Regions from separate parts of the Hordeum vulgare genome. Here regions 1 and 3 are each linked to region 2. A link is a contact called in public Hi-C data. All regions are on one chromosome and are shown on one strand. The core of a region is the stretch at or near the end of the contact, and the rest is flanking DNA. Distances in the headings are between cores, read along the strand shown. Region 1 holds the start of LOC123441843 (mitogen-activated protein kinase kinase kinase 17-like). Region 2 holds the start of LOC123444208 (zinc finger BED domain-containing protein RICESLEEPER 2-like). Region 3 holds the start of LOC123444211 (protein PLASTID TRANSCRIPTIONALLY ACTIVE 16, chloroplastic).

Region 1 (3,400 bases), core at 581-3,080, 410 kb after region 2:
TCCGACGCGTCCCACCACCACCACCACCACCACCGTTCCCGTCCCAGATGGATCGAGCAAGAGGAAGAGAGAGAGAGGGACCGACAGGGCGCCGGCATCTCCAATTCTCCATGCTCGCCGCGGAATGGAAGGAGCGGTGCATCTGACGCATACCCCAGAGCTCAGATTGCGGCCCGGCCTGGTCCTTTTCGGCCGGCCGCCGCAAGAACTCACCATGCCAGTGCGCGCGCTGGGGTTTCCTTTTCGGTCGGGGGAGACAGACAGGGAATCGACTGCTCCTGCACGATCGAACCCGAGCCACGCATCGCAGGGGACGAGGAGGCCAGCTAGGAACGGAGGATAAAGATATGAGCACAGTGTGTTCGCACAGCCTGAAACTACTACTGTACTGTACTTACTCCTACTACTACTACTTGGCATTGCCACTAGGTGCAGACAGTGGCCGAGTGCATTGCCAATTTGCACAGCCTCAACCGGCTGCTGGCATTAGTAAGTAGGTGACAGCGGTTGAATCCACTGCCGCAATGTACGTATACGTACACGGCTGCAAACCACTACTGGCACGGCGGCACAGGCAGTGTTGGGTGAGAGGCACCAACTCTTGGAGGAATGGGTCACATTGTACCTCCGGTCTTATCTTGAATCTTGACCCAAATTTGGTTTCCTCTCAGTCGTCGGCACAATCACTTGGGGATATTGCTTGAGTGCATAGTGGTAGTACTCCTAGAAGCCAAGCATGCATACCTACCAGGTTCGAGGGTGGGTTTGGTGGAGCAAACCTCTGCTTACTCCGATGACATACCATCAGTGTGTCGCAGACTCACAGGCCACAGTGTGAAAGTCAAAGCACGCACCCAAACCCAAAGCCCCTTTCGGGCGCACGCACGCTCGCGTTGACCTCGGCTTCTCTCCTGACACGCCTACACGATCATTATTATTACACGGAAACACAGAGAAGAGAATGAAGTCCTTCCCTCCCGATGCGAGCCGAATCACCAGCCACCGGTGCCGCGGCATTTAGCTTTCTCGGCAGTTGATCCGATCGCCTCTGACCGAGAAGCAGCAGCCACTAGCCCACTACGGCCTACGGGGTGTTGCACGTCCAATCTTGACCGGTGCGGCGGCACGGCACGGCACCGCTGGTTTAATTGGGCTCAGCTGATCAACTGCACTGACCCGAAAATTAACGACCTCAACCGGCGCCAGCCGCGGATTCATTAGGTTAGAGGAGGCCGTCGCATCGCGCGGCTGACCCGACCTGACAGACTCTAATGTAAGTAGTACCACGTAACACACTCGTGCTTCACATGCACCAGTACCTGCGACTATTCTGGCTCTTTTCTCTGGAAAAAATAAAAGCCTATTTTTGCCCTCCCCTCTATATACCGACGCTCGTGAATCCCATTTAATCACATGGAAATCACGAGGATGACGTCCCCGTTATAGAATGCAGAGTGGGATCACGCTGGCGGTTCTGCAATCCTGGCATATCTCGTGTTCCTCGTTCTCAGTTTTCTTCCCGAAAACACGCTGAACGCAGAGGGGGCATATTGTATTGCCGCACCGCCACCAAAACAAAACGAGGAGATCGATCCGCTCGGTTGGAAAAAAAAAAGACAGTGGGATGCATGCGCCAAGTGCCATTGGTGGCGACTGGCGAGCGAGCGAGCAGAGGCGATGCATTTGACGGCGGCATGTGCGACTGGCGCCCGTCGGTTGATTGACGCCGCGCGTTCCCACCCACGCACGCGCGCGCGCACGAGAAAAGAAAGAAGGAGAGAAGAATGGAAGAAAAAAAAAACAGCGTCCAATTGCCGCGCGTGGGTCGGACGCACATCCCACGCTTTCTGTTCTGCCTGGCCAAGTTGAGCATTGACACACGAGACACCAAACACCTTCCCCGATCGGCCCCCTAATCTAATCCCCACCCAATTATCTCCAAGTCGTCTTCTCCTTCCCCTTCCCCTCCTAACCCGCTTCCACGGATATATAAACGCGCGCAACCACAGCCCACCCAACGCCAACGCATTCCAGACCAACAACAAGAAGAAGATCACCGCATTCCAGAGCAACCACACATACTCACACACGCAAGAATGGCGATCGCCGTGAGCGGGCACTGGACGCGGCTGCGCACCCTCGGCTGCGGCGCGTCGGGCGCCGTGGTCTCGCTGGCGGCCGACGGCGCGTCGGGGGAGCTGTTCGCGGTCAAGTCCGCGCGCGGGGCCGACGCGGCGCAGCTGAGCCGGGAGCAGGGGATACTGTCCGGGCTCTGCTCGCCGCACGTCGTGGCCTGCATCGGCGGCGGCGGCGCCCGCGACGGCTCGTACCACCTCTTCCTCGAGTTCGCCCCCGGCGGGTCGCTCGCCGACGAGGTCGCGAGGAATGGGGGCCGCCTGGAGGAGCGCGCCGTCCGGGCGTACGCGGCCGACGTCCTGCGCGGGCTGGCGTACATCCACGGGGAGTCGGTCGTGCACGGCGACGTCAAGCCGAGGAACGTGGTGATCGGCGCCGACGGGCGCGCCAAGATGGCCGACTTCGGGTGCGCGAGGGCCGTCGGTTCGCCGCGGCCGATCGGAGGCACGCCGGCGTTCATGGCCCCCGAGGTGGCGCGAGGGGAGGAGCAGGGCCCGGCCGCCGACGTGTGGGCCCTCGGCTGCACGGTCGTCGAGATGGCCACCGGGCGCGCGCCCTGGAGCGAGATGGACAACGTCCTTGCCGCCGTCCACAGGATTGGGTACACGGACGCAGTGCCGGAGGTGCCCGCGTGGCTGTCGGCGGACGCCAAGAGCTTCCTCGCCGCGTGCTTCGCGAGGAGCGCCCGCGACCGGTGCACGGCGGCGCAGCTCCTGGAGCACCCGTTCGTGGCATTGCAGCAGGCCGGAGAGGCCAAGGCCAGGTGGGTGTCACCCAAGAGCACGCTGGACGCCGCATTCTGGGAGTCGGAGACCGAAGACGAAGACGAGGAAGAGGAGGTGTTGTCAGAGAGCCCGTCGGAGAGGATCAAGTCATTGTCGTGCTCCGCCTCGGCGCTGCCGGACTGGGACTCCGACGAGGGCTGGACCGACGTGCTCCGCGATTCGCCAGCAGCAAGCAAGGAGGCGGCTGACGTGTCCAGCAGGGCGCCAAGCAAAGTGCTCGGGTCCCCGTCCCCGGCGGTGCCAGCTGACGGCGTAGCTGTCGTCGGCACCCTTTCAAGTGATGAACCTGATGCAGAGGACGAGCCTTTCGGTGACGGCATCATCCTGGCCGCTGATCCTTCAGCCGACCGCCGTCAGATCGAAGCGTGTTCGGTTTCAGATGGAGATGTACTTTCATCATCGCGTACACCCTGTAATAGTAATAATCGTAATCGAATCGTTGCAATAGAAAAGTTTCGTTTCCCACAAAACCCCCCGCG
Region 2 (3,514 bases), core at 671-3,170:
GCGATGATGTAATCATGAGGTAAAAGATTCTTGCATGCGCATGAGGCTGTGTGAGCCGCCGCATGGAAGAGCTATGGTGCGGCGTTTCTCGTTAGATTTTTCCAAAAATAATTATGGATGCCTTATTAATCACCCCTTCATGTTTTCCTAATTAGTGGTATGAAATGCATACGGAAAGTCGAAGGGCAGAAAGAAAAACGTGTGAAAAAACCTTAAGCAAAGCAAGCAGATTTCACAGATGGTAAGCCCTGAAATCATACGAAGCCATGACCTTTAACTCTACTAGTAACTCGATAAGGCAACCACTAACGACCGCGTATCAGTTAAAAAGAAAAACAGTTCCTTTTGAAAAAACTAACGACCCCGTTCTAATTCTAGTCCAAGGCGCTAACGCATAATCCATCAAACGAGGACGCCTATGTAATCAAGCTCGACGGAACCCAGCCACAGCTTGTTGCCGCTCTCCTGGGCCACCTCGCTGAGCGTCACGCCCCTGGCGGCCGTGAGCTCCTCGACCTCCACGCCGTCGGCGCCGAGACGGACGCCGACCAAGTGCTTCACCGGAGCCGCCGTCGCGTTCAGCCGCGCCTTCTCCTGGTTCAGCGCCACCCAGAAGCCGCCCTGCCCGTCGCGCCTCACGTTGTCCGGGTACCCCGGCAGGTCGGCGAAGAGCTCGTACTGCCCGGCCTTGGGCCCCTGGAGCCAGTACCTGAACGCCTGGCACGGCACCGTGTGTGCCACCACCACCTGCGACGTGTCGCGGCTGAGCGCGACGCCGTTCGGGTACGGCAGGTCCGTCTTGAGCACCGTGACGAGCTTCGTCCGCGCGTCGTACTTGAGCAGGCGGCCGGTCGCGTCGGCGTTCATGATGATCTCGGCGTTAAACCTGCACACGCATGCACACTGATTCGTCATCTGATCCCCTGGGTTCATGTTACAAAAGATTTTAGGGATTTAAGGCGTGAAGATCGGGCGTGTAGGGTACAGTACCTCCGGGGGTAGTTGGCGCTGCTGTCGGTGAAGTAGACGTCGCCGGTGGCCTGATCGACGTCGAGGCCGTTGAGGAAGTGGAAGGGAACACCGTTCGCCTCCGTGGCTAGCACCTGGGCTTCGCCGCCGTCCGGCCCGACCTTCATGAGCCCCAAGTAGGCGTCGGCGATGTAGAGCTCGCCGGTCTTCCTGTAGAACCCGACACCCAGCGGCCGCCCGCATATGCTCTCCTTCTCTTCCGACGGCACCCCAGAATCCGAGCACAATGGGATTTTCCTACACACAAGAGCACGTGTACGTACGCCGCACGTATATTAAGTTAACTTATAATAATCACGGTCGATCTAGTATAAACACGGTGTTTAGATGTTCATTACACCGACCTGTAATTGGCATTGTAGGCGAAGGTGCTCCAGCCGGCGGCGCTCCCGCCCCACTTGAGAACACGGCCGTCGGAGACGCCCGTGTAGACCCGGTCCTTGCCGGCGAACGCGAGGCTCTCGGCGCCGCTGACGCCGTCGGGCAGCGGCAGACGGTAGCTCCACCGCGTGTCCGTCGTCTTGATCTGCTGGGCCGATGCGAGGGAAACGAGGCAGGCAAGCACGACAAGTACCGCCGCCAAGCTGCGCCCCATCGTCGTCATCGTCGTCGTCGTCATCGGAAGTTTTCCTCTATGGGAAGTCGTACGGACCTACATGCCTTTTATAGGAGGCCACGACCCATGGATCAGTTCGGGTAGTACTCCAGTAATCCTACACGAACTCCAAGGAAAACCGTGACGTGACGGACTGCGATCCGCAAGTCCGACCGAGCCCGTTCCGTTTGTGGTCTCTGCCGAGTTCGGGCCCAACACGTCGGGTTCAGGTACTGCTCGCCTCGGTCCACCCACACCCACTACTCCAACCTGGCTACCACTAACCCAAGTAGTACGAGCTGGCTGTGGAGGCCGCATCGTGGCCGTCCATCGGGCAGGCGCGGACCCGAAACCCACCAGGGCGACAAGACCACCACCCTGCACTCGCGAAATGGGTCGCGGCTCGCAACCCACGCCTCGTCGGCCCCGGCTCCGATCTGCTAAGCCCCCACCGGATCGGGTTGCGGGTCCCCTCCCCGCGACCCATCACCGCCGCTCGCCGCCGACGAGGTCAGTCTCCCGCCCCCCGCCTTCTGCCTCTCCGCCTCCCCCGTCTTAGCGGGTCCGCTTACCCAAGCCACGCACGCTAGCTGTAGCTGAAGCCCCCGGCCTGGGAGCCCGTTTCCTGGAGCTCGAGCAAGGGGGGCGGGAGTAGGACCCGACCCCTCCGGGCTTCGATTAGTCCCTGGATTCCCGAGATCGCTTGCTTGCTTGCTTGCCATGGCTGATTGTGTCGCGGTTTTGGGGATTGGGTCTTCGGACGGGGTAGGTGAAAGGGATTTTTAGTGAAGGGAGTTCGTGTAGTACGTACTGTGTGTTGCATATGTACACTTCGCGAAATTTTAGCCGGATTTCTGTGATGCTACAGGCGTCATGTAGTGCGAGTGTGCGCTTAACGCACGAGCAATGTTGCAGTTGGAAGAGGAATTTTTATTCGGGCAGTACATGGGAAGTCATCGCCCATTGGTTCCCACTTCTTCAGGAGGGTCTCCAAAAGCTTTCTTTGACGTTTTTGTTTCTGCAAAAGAGGGAAACATGGAGCCGTTTCCTTCAACTTCCTATTGGATCAAAAATGTGCAACACTATCCACTATGGACTGTTCTCATGACACTTCTTCTTTGGACCTGCTGCAGTGGGCAAGCCTATACGCCGTACCATGCTGGCACCGGCAGCCATGGAAGTGTCGGTTGATGGCACGGTGAGCACCACGGTCGTGTCTATGCCGGCGGTGCACAATCCACGGGCACGCAAGCTGCGGTCTGCTGTCTGGCAGGACTTCACTAAGGAGCGCCGTGCTGACGGCAATTGCGTCGCCATCTGTAACCACTGCAAGAAGCAGCTCACAGCAACCAGCCGGTCAGGCACCACACATCTACGCAACCACCTTGCCATATGCACCACCACCTCTACGCGCCGTGCCGGTAAGCGTCGGAAGCTGATTGTACGCCGTATTCTCCACAACAAAACATCCACTGGGCAGCCCGGCGGCGGGCATGCCTCTGGTGACGACAATGATAATGATAGCACACACTTTGATCAAGAACTCAGCCGGCAAGACCTTGCCCGTATGATTGTCCAGCATGGCTACCGGTTCTCGATAGTGGATGATCTGGGGTTTCAAAAGTTCGTCAAGAATCTCCAGCCACAGTTCAGCATGGTGTCATATGACATAGTAAGAGCTGATAGCATGGCAATTTTTGAAAGTGAGAAGCTGAAACTGCAGGATGTGCTCCTCAATACCCCCTGCCGGGTTAGCATCTCAGTTGATATGTGGCGATCGAGTACACAGATGGACTACTTGTGCTTGACCTGCCACTACATTGATCATTCCGGCGATGAATGGAAACTTAGGAAAAAAATTCTTAACTTTGTGCATGTCGAGGAACATTT
Region 3 (3,401 bases), core at 704-3,203, 360 kb after region 2:
AGATGGATAGAAAAGCTTAGATCCGTGTAAGGCTTCCGTTTTGAATGCCATGTACTCCGTATTCAGTGGTGATACAGTGCAGTAAAACTATTTGGTGATACAGTGTAGTAAAACTATTTGGTGGTCTACACATTTTTACTGCATGCATGGTTTTAATATGACATATACTTTTGTTTTAAACGACAAAGTGAGCATGTTCATAATTTGTTCGCCACACTTTTACGACATGACAATACAAAATTTACTGTTGATGTAAGCAAAGGTGGGTGGTTCATTGGTCTCAGAAGCCGTTGTTCTATCTGAAACGCAGAATAAGAATTTTGCGCTCTCGCTTAGAATAGCGCCACCTATGTTTGTTCTACTGCAATTGGTGGCGGGATAATTATTTTACAGTATTTTTGAATTGCCTTCGCTTCACTACTTGTTCTGCCTCAGAATGATGCATTGTGCCTCATCAGACATAAACTCGAAAGCAGTGCACCATTTTTACTGCCCAAAGTATGCAGTCAGTACAAATGATTGTGAAATTAGAACAATAGTGCAAAACTGGGATGCGGTGCAAAATTGTGCTGCAAGGTAATGTATACTGCATGATCTTTTCTGCATATTTTCCATGTTTCTATCAATAACACCTTTCATGAAATTTGATAACCAAACAGTCGATGTAAGGAAACGGATTCTAGTTAAGCATGAAAATCCCATGCGATGGTACTAATAGATAGAGTTCCTCATGAAACTATGACAGAACCCTGGATTGAATTGCCTATCAAAAAACAAATAAGGAATGTCTTTGTGTGTGAAGTTTCAGTATCAGTACCTTGTTCTCTGCGATCTCAATGTTGGAGAAAACATCAGCCACAAGGGAAGCAATCTGCAACTTGGACACCTACCACAACACACAAATCAATGCATATAATTACAGTCAACAACACAAACCTTCATGTGGGCTGCATTGCACTATCACAGCTTTAAACTACCTTGCCAGTGTCGGTGGAGGAAGTCGCCGTGCTGGACGAACCCTCTTTGGCCAGGACCAGCCCATATGAGCTCTCAGGGTCGTAGTCCTCAGTGAGTGACGCCTTGACTAGCGTGTAGTTGACATCGGTCTCCACCACCTTGGCCAAAAATTCACTTAGCGGCAGAGTCTGCGCGCGGGAGAACAGGTTCGAGAAAAAAGACGTGAACCCATTAAGCACACTGTTCGTGGAAGCTCCATTGACGCCACCGGCGCCCTCGTCGTAAACCACCACGACATGTGCCACGCCGGCGAGATCCGCAGCCTGCACTACCCGGAGCGCATCTTCGGTAGTGACCGGTCCGCCCTCTAATCCCTTCTCGACCGGGCCGACTGTGATCACCACCTTGGCCGCTGGGCCGATGGACTTGGCAATCGCCTCAGTGTCATCGAAATCCGACTTCACCGCGTTGAGCCGGCGTGCCTCCGCGGGTGAAATGAGTCTGTACGCGGCGGCAAGCCGGGCCAACTCCTGCGCCGACTCGAGGTCTGGAACCCCGGCGCGCACGGCGAAACCTTGCCGCAGCAGCGTCTGTGCAATGCGGACACCCGTCTGCCCCGTGGCGCCCGCGACGAACACCGTCTGTTGGTCCTTCTTTCCCCTCCCACCAGCAAACAGCGAGCCTGTTCCCGGCGAGGGGAAGGCCGGTATCAGTGACTTGGCGTCCGTAAACTTGCCGCTGAAGTCGACAAAGAAGGGATTCTTCTTGGCCTCCTCATCGGCCCCAGGCTTGCCGCCGCCGACGCGGCAGAGAAAGGATGGGGCGCGGCGCCGGAGTGGTGAGGATAAGGGGCGGAAGGAAGGGGGGTTGGAGGTGAGCGCGGGCGGCATGGCGGGCTGTCAGGCTGGCGTCACGAGGTCGAACAGGTGGTGGGCATGGGCGCCGTGAGATGAGGAAGAGGTGGCGATGGGTAGCGCGCGCTGGGGATGGCATGTCTGGATTGGGGGAGGTGGAGAAGGAGCCTATCGCGGGAGGCCATGTAGGCCACCCTTTATCTCCTTCGCGGGGAATCGCTGGCCGTCAGCACGCGCCACGTCCATATCCTCGGACCCACAGCGAAGATCGCATGTTTTTTACTCAAACCAGGTTCATAATACTAGAATCTTTGATTAAAAAATGGCTTATAATAGATCAGTGAAATTATTAGGTCCCATCGAACAAAATTGGTTACAAATTTACTAAAATTGTTTTTTAACACAGTACAGAATCAAACACTAATCTCTACTATTAAAGGGATCTGCCGTCGTGATGGTTCGACCCACAGATCCCCTCGCTAGCACTTGCGTTCCACCGATTTTTTCCCACCGATTTTTTCCCCATCCCTCCAAAAACCAATCCGGTTCACATGAAAAAAAACACCCTCTACCTCCCCACCTCGTGGTCAAAACAAAATGGTTGACATCAAACACACCCACGCACGCACGCCTCGAACGAATCCTTCGTAAAAGAATCGGCCTCGTCCCACGTCAGACCTCCCTTCCACCTCTCCTCCCTTCCCGCTCTATTGAAAAATCAACGCAAAAAAACCCAGGAAACTAGCAGATCAACCCGCCCGGCGCCCCCACGACCCCCACCCACATCCCGCCCCACAACTCCCACCCACATCCCGTCACCAAACTCTGCCACACCGGAGCATATCGTCTGCGCAGCGGCTGTACCGCCCACTTCTCCTCCTCCCTTCGATGCCTCCCATTCGTGTCCTCCGCGCAAATCCCCCGCGCAGATTCGACGGTGGTGATGCCTATGTCGAGCGGCTCGGCTGCGAGCGGGGGCGCGGTGAGGTCGGCCGGGGAGAGCACGGAGGACATGAAGTCGCCAAAGGTGGCCTTGGCCGGAACGAGGGCGAGCTCGCGGCGCGTGTACGCACCGTCCGAGCCCGGGATGGGGCGAGGCGTCGTGGCAGGCCTTGGCGTTTGCGCCGAAGGAGCCGGGAATGGGCGTGAGGCATCACGGTGGAGGACGATAAGGCGGTCGGCGTGCTTGCTTTGGCCGATGCGTCGGGGCGGAGGATGATATGGTGGCCGGCATGCTCACTTCCGGGGATGGAGGGCCGCCTCGCCGGGGCTCGGGCGGAGCAGCATGGCGTCGGGCCATTGCCGGTGGTGCCACGGCCAGGCGGTGGTTTGGCGGGCGACACAGAGGAGGTGTTGTCCTCGACCCAGCGACCAGTGCAGGTTCGTTCCTCCTTCAATTTTCTTTCACATCCAAGCAATTAGAGAATCTAGGGGAGGTTGTGTTGGCGCCGCCGACGATTGGATAGAGGGGTGGTGGCAGCGATGTCGTGGTTGAAGGCGGGGAGGCACTTGAAGGGATGTACTTCTGCTTTAGGGAGAGAGAGGTGGCATGTTGGGCGCTGCTGCTTGAGAGATAGAGATAGGTGAGGA

What was found. A called contact is a pair of places that touch in the nucleus more often than the background predicts.
Region 1: a contact with region 2 is called in a Hi-C map of seedling, with 2.4 times the contacts expected there. The contact joins the promoter of LOC123441843 here to the promoter of LOC123444208 in region 2. A contact is called at or near these places in 1 of 6 Hi-C or Micro-C datasets (seedling) and 1 of 1 datasets of contacts at active chromatin or transcription factors (embryo).
Region 3: a contact with region 2 is called in a Hi-C map of seedling, with 3 times the contacts expected there. The contact joins the promoter of LOC123444211 here to the promoter of LOC123444208 in region 2. A contact is called at or near these places in 1 of 6 Hi-C or Micro-C datasets (seedling) and 1 of 1 datasets of contacts at active chromatin or transcription factors (embryo).

Annotation. Positions count from the first base shown.
Region 1 is chr3H:450,490,742-450,494,141 of MorexV3_pseudomolecules_assembly, forward strand. LOC123441843 (mitogen-activated protein kinase kinase kinase 17-like) reads left to right here and starts at 1,831. Exons shown (of 2, transcript XM_045118050.1): 1 at 1,831-3,400. The coding sequence starts at 2,097.
Region 2 is chr3H:450,077,101-450,080,614 of MorexV3_pseudomolecules_assembly, forward strand. LOC123444208 (zinc finger BED domain-containing protein RICESLEEPER 2-like) reads left to right here and starts at 1,921. Exons shown (of 4, transcript XM_045120847.1): 1 at 1,921-2,134; 2 at 2,758-3,514. The coding sequence starts at 2,781. It also overlaps the pseudogene LOC123440136.
Region 3 is chr3H:450,437,399-450,440,799 of MorexV3_pseudomolecules_assembly, forward strand. It overlaps LOC123444211 (protein PLASTID TRANSCRIPTIONALLY ACTIVE 16, chloroplastic), which reads right to left and starts at 1,954. Exons shown (of 4, transcript XM_045120848.1): 1 at 978-1,954; 2 at 818-886. The coding sequence starts at 1,847.